Linked DNA regions of Sus scrofa: all the other regions are linked to region 3. Evidence: chromatin contacts called from public Hi-C data. All regions are on one chromosome and are shown on one strand. Each heading gives the region's core, a stretch centred on a gene start, on an enhancer-like site or on the middle of the called end of the contact. The rest is flanking DNA. Distances are from core to core; before and after follow the strand shown.

Region 1 (2,770 bases), core at 185-2,684, 120 kb after region 3:
GCTATGGGCCTGAGGCTGCAGAGCCCAGATACTCCAGTGAGTTCACATTTACTCTTGCAAAAGGTTTTTAGGAGCTGTTTGTCCAGGAGAGACACAGTGGGATGATCCCATGGAATCCCACAAAACTGAGAGCAGCAGTCATGCAGACACAGAAAAGAGGAGTTGGTTGAGTAAGGTTGAGTGGACTCACTGCTGGAGCCTTTGCAGAGGCAGAGGGAGCAGGTCCTGGAGCTGAAGACCCCCAAACTCAGGACGACCTTCCTGAAGTCGCACAAACCTCCGGAAACGTCTGTTCTTCTTTAGTTGCTCCTGGCGTGATGGGGAAAGGGTTGGCAGCAAGGAGAGAAGCCATTCCTTATACTGGATTCTTCCATGTACACATCCCCAGCCCTCAGGAAGCTGTGTGCTTCAGAGAGAACCCTGTCTCCCTACAGGGAACTTAGCACAGGGTGGTGGGGCACCCACAGGGCTCTATAAATGCAGGAACAGTATGAATGGAGTTTGGGTCTCCAGATTTAGAGGAAATGTACAGAGGAAGAGGGGAAGGATGTGAGATCTTCAGGTTACCTGCAGGGTGGTCCAGGACCTCTCAGCGTTGGCAGCAAATTGGGTGTAGAGCTCCAGGTGGGGACAGAAGTCCTCCAGCCCCTGTCCCCAGCGCCCTCCTTCAAGGTGGAGAAGCAGCTCTCTGCGTGGGTCAGGACAATGAAAGAGCAGCCCAAGAACTACCGAAGCACCACCTCTCTTAATCCTCATTAACCCTGCCCCAGAGGTAGTGCTATTATCCCGTTTTATAGGTGGAGAACTGGGGCAGGTTAAGGCACTGGGCCAAAACCACAGGGGAGAAAACTGGCAGACGTTGAATGTGGACCTGGGTTTCTCCGACTCTTGAATTCCGTGCAGCTACCAGAGGCCAGGGTTCCCCCTCCTTCTCTATCCCCACGCCCCATCTACTCACTGGCTGGCGCGGTAAATGAGCTCCCAGGGCCCAAACAGGGCCTGGCGCTCTGGTGGTCGCAAGGTGCCCTTGGCTCTCAGAATCCCCACAAAGTACTGCGGGAGGAGAGAATACAATACCGGTATGTAGTGCGCAGAGGAGGCTAAAGCCGAGGTGCCGCTAGGAAGTGTACAAGTCCGCCCGAGAGCCTTATGTGCAGGCGGATGGGCCAGGGCCCACCATACCCCTGGTCACCGACCTCGCAGAGACCCTGCCACACCCTCCGGTCCCCGCCCCCTACGGGAGGGTGCCCGGCCCGCACCGTGGCCACCAGCCCCAGCTGTTCCTGGTAGCGCCGCTCAGTCTCCAGCAGTTCCCGGGCAGTGCAGGCGCGTTTCCGCTCCCAGCGGGCACGCTGCTCTTGCACCGGGCACCGTGCGCTGGGACCCGGGATCTCCATGCCGGACTGAGGGATCGACGTTTCCTCCCGCAGCCCGCCGGAGATTCGAATCCCAACGGCTTCGGGGGCGGGGCCGGAGGGGGGAGCGCGCCCCCTGGCGCCTGGAGGCTGTGCGCGTTGAACCTCATCAGGTCTCTTCCTTAGGGCTTGACCCACCACCAGGGCGGCGCTGTAGGTGCGCGCCTGGGCAGGGCAGACTGGAGCAAGTGGGTGGTCGTCTTCTGAGTGGTACTAAGTTGGGGCAATAGCCTGGACTCTGAGTCAGGAGACTTAGAGGTTTAGACACTGGCAGGGCCGCAGTGTTCCACCCGTAGAATTGAGGAGGGGACGATAGTTAGGCTATGTGTTCTGTTCTGGGCCTATGCCAAACTCTAGGATCCAGTCCCCAGTGCTTTCACTACTAGGAACCCTCACGGGTCACCAGGTTTTTAATATTTTGGCCCCCGAAGAAGAACTGATGTTTTCTCCTTTCATACTGATCCAAAACCTGGTAGCCACTTAGCTTCTAGTTGGCAAATGTCAATAACTAACTTGGTGGTTGAGAACTGCTCTAATTCTGGCCAAAGACAAAAGCTTGGAGTTGATTAATCTGTGTTACCTAGTCAGAGATAAAATGTACCAGATTTTTCTTAGGTCTTTTCGAAAACTGGCAGTAGTGCTGGAGGTAAATGAACAGTGCCATTTTTGTCAGTATGTATATCTTAAAATGTGCCTACTCTCATGACCCAGAAATTCCACTTCTAGGAATGCATCCTAAAAAATTAGATCTATGGACAAAAACATATATATTAGGATGGGAGGCAAAATGTTGTTTGTAACAGAAAACTGGAAATCACCTTAATGCCCACTGGTAGAGAATTGGCTAGGAAAATTATAGTACAGCCATTTGAAGGAATAATATGAAAGTATTAAAGATGATGTAAAAAAAGCTATCAAAATGGAGAAAACGTAGTATATTACCTAGAGAAAAAAAAGCAGGCCACAAAGATGTTTGCACAATATGATCTTATTTAGGTAAAAGAAATATACGACTGGAAGGATAAACAATCAAAAACTAATTGTGGTTTTTATCTCTGGGTGATGGGATCAAAGATAATTCATTCAGCAGATATTTACCAAGCACCTAATCTGTGCCAGGCACTAGATCACTGAGGTTAAAGGGGTAAATAGGATAAATAGGGTGATTTTTAAATTCCCTTAGACTTTTATGCTTTTCCTTAGTTTTCTGCTTGAGCATACACGCATTACTTTGTAATCAGAAAAAAACTGCTATTAAACCCAAAATATTAGATAGAAACTTTCGACCCCATTCCTACCACTGTAGACGCCTATGAATCTGGGCCCCAAGCCAAGAACCAGGGTATTATCATGGT
Region 2 (2,795 bases), core at 22-2,521, 75 kb after region 3:
ACAGGACTCCAGGATCGAGCGACGTCACCCACCCCCGTCGATGATTGGCTATTCCGCCGATGACCGGGACGGGGAGGAGCCAGCGGAGAACCAAAAACGCTGGGTATGGCATGCGCACAGGGTCCTGAGACGGTGCGTGCGCACTCAGGGTGCCGCGCCGCTTTAGAGGCCGGCTGCAGATCCTCCTCTCGCCTGAGGGGGCAGATCGGATTCCTACGTAATGCGGGGCGGTACCTGCCTAGGAGAGTCACACTGATGAGGGCTGGGCCACACCGAGGGGAGGAGTCACGTTGAGAGGAGGGGTCACAATGACGGGTGGAATCGCTCTGAGAGGTGGGGTTCGCCCTGGAAGGGCGAGACGGACAGAGGAGGGGTGTCGCACTGAGGGATTCTGGCACACACTGTTGGCGGCATGGTCACATTGCGGAGATGTTCCTCTGAAGGAGAGACTCTCACTGAGGAAAGAGTTGGTTCTCTGAGGGGGAGGGCTCCTTGAGGGGCGGGGTTTTGCCAAGGGGTGGGATATTTCCCTACAGGTGGAGACTTCTCTTTTGAGAAAGAAGGGCATGTGGACGAAATAGTAAGAGGAGGCTCCAGGCTGTGTGGTCAGTGCGCAGAAGCCCCTGAATCTAAACTTTTTTCGCGAGAGGCGGGATGGAGTGAGCAGGACTTGGGGCCACACCTGGAATGGGCTGGCCAAGGGCTCACTACAGCTCTGGGGCGTCACAACCTCCGGGGAAGGTACAAAGTGTCAGGGAGTCGGAGGTTTAAAGTGTAAGGGTCGAGAGCTGGGAAATGGGCAGGCTCGGCCAGGGCGGAGGCTGGGCAGGTGGGTAGGTTGCTGCCCCGATTGTGGCGGGACCAGAGGGGTCTACTTTTCTACCCTGCCTGTCCATGGAGTCCAGGAGTCCGGCGGCTTCCAGAGCCTGGCCCTCAAAAGACAGAGACCCGAGGGAGGGAGGGGAGAAAGGGCTCTCACGGCAGCTAAAAGACCTTTGAGCTGCGCATACGCACAATGAGCCATTAATTCCCTTCCGTTATTTAGCTTTGGCTTTAACTTCTTTGACCCCGACTTCTCAGACCCACTAGCCTAGGGCGTCCCGGCCACTGGTGGCGGGGTGCGCACCTGAGGGGGCGTGGCCGCTGCCCCGAGGCGGGCTCGAAGGAGTTAAGCAGAGGCCCGGCTCAGCCCCGCCCCCGGCAGGCCGCGGAGCCTGAGCCCCAGCGGCGAAGTGGAGCAGCCGCCGCCCGCCCGCCCGCCCGCCTCCGCCTGCGGGGAGTACCCCCGCCTGCCCGCCGGCGCCCGGGAGCGCCACCGCCACCGCCCGGCCCAGGCCCAGGCCCAGGCCCTGCGCAGAGCCGAGCGGAGCGGCGTCCACCCGGGCGCAGCAAGCCGGCGCGGCGGGGGCGGGCCCAGGAGCTTCGGCAGATCTTCCATTCTCCAGGGCGGGAGAGGGAGTGGGAGCTCCGGCGCCCCGGATCCGGCTGGGCCCGCACCCATGGCGAGCGCGGCCTGCCCGGGCCCCGGGAACCCTGCCATGTGAGGCAGGCCCGGGCTGGGGGGCCCGGCCATGGCCGGGGAACGGCCCCCACTGCGGGGCCCTGGGCCCGGGCCCGGGCCCGGAGAGGCGCCGGGGGAGGGGCCCCCGGGGCCGGGGGGCGCGGGCGGAGGCCCGGGCCGGGGCCGCCCCTCCTCCTACCGGGCTCTCCGCAGCGCGGTGTCCAGCTTGGCACGCGTGGACGATTTCCACTGCGCGGAGAAGATCGGGGCCGGCTTCTTCTCTGAGGTCTACAAGGTAGGACCAGCAGAGAGGGCAGAGGGGCGGGACCGAGCCTTAGACGCGAGGCTGGGACAAGGGGGCCCAGACCCTGGCGTTTCGCCCGACCTGCGCGGGACTCGCCAGCCCCTGCTGCCCCCAGGTTCGGCACCGACAGTCAGGGCAAGTCATGGTGCTGAAAATGAACAGACTCCCCAGTAACCGGGGAAACACGCTACGGGAGGTGCAGCTGATGAACCGACTTCGGCACCCCAACATCCTAAGGTGAGCGGCCCCAACCGCTTGCTGGGGGAGGGGGAAAGATCCCGCGGGAAAAGTGGGAACTGTCCAGGGGCCGGGACTCTTCCAGACTACCTTGCTGTCTTTCCCATCCTCTTCCAGGTTCATGGGGGTCTGTGTGCACCAGGGACAGCTGCATGCTCTTACAGAGGTGAGGATGAACCAGCAAGGGGGGACCCCACCACCAAGGGGCGAGTCAGCGGCCTGGTGCATCTACAGACGAATAATGAGGGGCAGCAGGACGTCCTCCCAGGGGAGGCTTTCCTGAACTTCCCTTTAGGCAAACCACAAATAAAAGGCCTCAGCTGGTCCCGTCCTTTATATCCTCTAGAACGGTGCTGTCCAATAGATCTTCCTGCAAAGATGAAAATGTTCTATATCTGCGCTGTCCAAAACCACAGCCACTAGCCACATGTGGCTAAGGATCCCTGGGAATGTGGCTAGTGTGACTGAGGAACTGAATGTTCCATTTTGTTTAAATTTAAATAGTTGTGCGTGTGTATGGGACAGGACAGGCTCAGGATATGAATGGAGGAGCCCTAGAGCAGACTCACCCTCCTGACTTTGTGATCCTCCTGGGTCCCCTGGCTTAAAAGTGGGAGACCTAGGCTACTGACTGAAATCTTGACATTCATTCCCCTTCTCCTACCCCTGTGACCCAGTATATGAATGGGGGGACTCTGGAACAGCTGCTCAGCTCCCCTGAACCCCTATCCTGGCCTGTCAGGCTCCGCCTGG
Region 3 (2,700 bases), core at 122-2,621:
CTGCAACCTACACCACAGCTCACAGCAATGCTGGATCCTTAACCCACTGAGCAAGGCCAGGGATTGGACCCACAACCTCATGGTTTCTAGTCGGATTCGTTAACCACTGACCAGGAACTTCCCCCCCAAAAAAATTATTCATGACACTTGTTAAAGAGTAGTAAGGCATACTTTAAGTAGCGGGGTGGAACCATGGAGTAGGTAGAGACCACTGCAGCAGAGTGTTGCAGTGGTGGACAGATTGAGCTCAACTCCGACCCCAACAAAGACAATGGTAATTTATCAGCCCAGAAACAGAGTAGTGGTAGAGGTCAGTGGGTGGAAAAGTACAGCCTTCGTCAATTTGGGCTGCTATAATAAAACACTTCAAACTGAGTAGTTTATAGACAAATTTCTCACAGTTCTGGAGACTGGGTTGCTAAGTGCCCTCTTGTCACAGACTTCTCACCTGGAGGATTGGGCTAGGGAGCTCTATGAGATCTATAAAACCACTAATCCTAATCCCGTGTGCTCCTCATGACCTAATCACTTACCGAAGGCCCCACTTAATCTTTGCAGGTTAGGATTTTAACATATAAATTTTGGAGGGATATGATCATAGCAGTTACCAATAAGAAACATCAGGAATAAGGGGGATTCTTAGTAGACCAACTCAAAAGAATTTTTGCTGGAGGCAGACCAAGGTGCTAAAATATCAAAGGTGGTCAGATACCAAGGGTGTTCGATTTTTCAACAAACTGATTTACAGGGATCCTTGCTCAAAACTGAATTGTACAGGGACACAGAGAGAAGCCCAAAGATGAGCCTAACCCCCGGGGGCAGACTTAGCCTGACTAAATTTTTGGCTGAAGGAGTCTTTGTCCATTCTAGATTTTACCAGGTTTTTCTTTACCCTGGCTATACAATGGGATACTTGAAAAAATATCAAAGCCTGGGAGTTCTCCTGCAACAGAGAGGGTTAAGGATCCAGTATTGTCACAGCAGCAGTTCCGGTCACTGCTGTAGCTTAGATTCATTCCCTGGCCCAAGAACTTCCATAAGCCCCAATCACAGAAATAAATAAATAAATAAACAAACAAATAAACCAAAGCCTGCCGCACCACCCAACCCCTACTCCACCCCACAGGTGATTCTAGTTCACTCGGTCCCGGCTGAGATCAGGCTTTAGTTTTCTTTTTCTGGTTTTCCCAAGAGGTTCCACCCGGGTGTCAGGCAGAGAATCGAGGCCTTAGCCAAAGGTGGGGGCACAAATGCACCTCCCTTCCACAGGGTGTTAAAGCTGCGCGAAGGTTCTCTGGGTTCCAGCACAAGGCAGTGCTCTTAACCCGGCACCACCCGAAGGGGCGGGGCGCCAGCCGCAGAGGGCGGGTCCACAGCCAAAGCCTCGCCGCTTCCCTCGCGGGAAAGCACTGCGCGTGACTCGTTGCGCCTATTGCAGCGGGAGCAGGGGCGGTGGGTGAGCCCTCGCGGGCCCAGCGGACCGAACCACGGGTCGTCCGGAGGGGCGGCATGAGGGAGACTCGGGTTGGACCATCAGCGCCACAGCTGCAGGGGGTAGCGGGCGTTACCAAGCTGTCTAGAGAGGCGGGGGACGTCTGCTTGTCCCGGCTGCAACGCGACCCCTGGAGTGCTCGAGACTACGTCGCCGCCTTCGCCGTGGGAGCACAGTGAGGCGAGAAATCAGGTAGGACGCTGAGGCGAGAAACCTGGGGGCGGGCGGAGTCCCGGAGACCCACTGCCTTCCCGTTGCAAACGATCCTTTAGGAGAAAGGCCCACCTATCCAGCCCTTAGCGCCCCCGCCCGGACGCTCAGCCTTTCCCCCTGGTTCCCTCAGGCCCACCCTCCCTCGCATCTTCTCCGACCCCCTCGAGCAAGCTCCATCTTCAGCCTGCCCTGACACTTCAGCTCCGCCGTACACTGAACCCTCAGACACCCAGGACCAACCATCCTTTCAGGCGTCTCCCCAGCTCCAAGCCAACCGTCTCTCAAACTGCCCTTCGGAGACACCCCCTCAGTTGACTCGTGCCCAGTAGTCATCGTTGTACTGCATCTCCTGTGACCGCCCTGCGGTAGCGCGGTAGCCCAGCACCCAGCCCGGGTCCTTTGCACCCTCCGCCCTTTTGGCCCCTGGTTGCCAAGCTGGTATCTGCATCCAGTTTTACCTTGAGAAAACCTTTGGCCTGGCAGTTTTGCCAGCCCCCTGCCACCACTCTTAACCTGCTGCAAAGGGCGCTGTCATCCCGTTGCCCAGGGCTGGCTTGGGCTTGCCAAGCTGGCCCTGAGGACATCAGGGGACAGCTCTGAAGGCAAGAACCATTCACTGTTCATTTTTATCTACAACGCCCAGCACAGTGCCTGGCACATGGTAGCATTCAGTAAATGTATGATGGGTGGGTGAATGAGCCCAATGCAGAGACTGTGAGGCAGAGTGCTTTAGAGGGGAAAATATCACTACCTACTTGACGGGGGGCGGGGGGGGGGCAATCTGGAGGGCTACTTGCACTCATTGGGAGCATAGAACTGAATATATGCAGTTTTCAATTCATGCGTCTGATTTCTTTTATATAGGAGCCTCTACATATCAGCGGTTTTCCCTTTATGTTCTGTTTACCAAAGTCATGACCCGGGAATTTTTACTGGTCAGTGCCTTTAGAGGCTGCCCAGATAATCTTGAGAGAGCTTTGCCGGGATGATCCCTA

Evidence for each region. Hi-C and Micro-C count contacts between places; a contact is called where the count stands out from the background.
Region 1: a Hi-C map of liver shows a contact between it and region 3, with 4 times the contacts expected there. The contact joins the promoter of ARHGEF39 here to the promoter of RUSC2 in region 3. A contact is called at or near these places in 1 of 5 promoter capture datasets (liver), 19 of 47 Hi-C or Micro-C datasets (adipose tissue, alveolar macrophages, brain and 11 more) and 2 of 2 datasets of contacts at active chromatin or transcription factors (alveolar macrophages and skeletal muscle).
Region 2: a contact with region 3 is called in a Hi-C map of skeletal muscle, with 4 times the contacts expected there. The contact joins the promoter of TESK1 here to the promoter of RUSC2 in region 3. A contact is called at or near these places in 1 of 5 promoter capture datasets (liver), 17 of 47 Hi-C or Micro-C datasets (adipose tissue, alveolar macrophages, blood and 10 more) and 2 of 2 datasets of contacts at active chromatin or transcription factors (alveolar macrophages and skeletal muscle).

What each region holds. Positions count from the first base shown.
Region 1 is chr1:236,386,208-236,388,977 of Sscrofa11.1, forward strand. It overlaps ARHGEF39 (Rho guanine nucleotide exchange factor 39), which reads right to left and starts at 1,435. Exons shown (of 9, transcript NM_001195686.1): 1 at 1,260-1,435; 2 at 959-1,053; 3 at 568-688; 4 at 191-309. The coding sequence starts at 1,397.
Region 2 is chr1:236,339,889-236,342,683 of Sscrofa11.1, forward strand. TESK1 (dual specificity testis-specific protein kinase 1) reads left to right here and starts at 1,272. Exons shown (of 10, transcript XM_003121984.4): 1 at 1,272-1,796; 2 at 1,921-2,042; 3 at 2,160-2,208; 4 at 2,720-2,795. The coding sequence starts at 1,572.
Region 3 is chr1:236,264,544-236,267,243 of Sscrofa11.1, forward strand. It overlaps RUSC2 (iporin), which reads left to right and starts at 1,372. Exons shown (of 12, transcript XM_001927812.5): 1 at 1,372-1,684.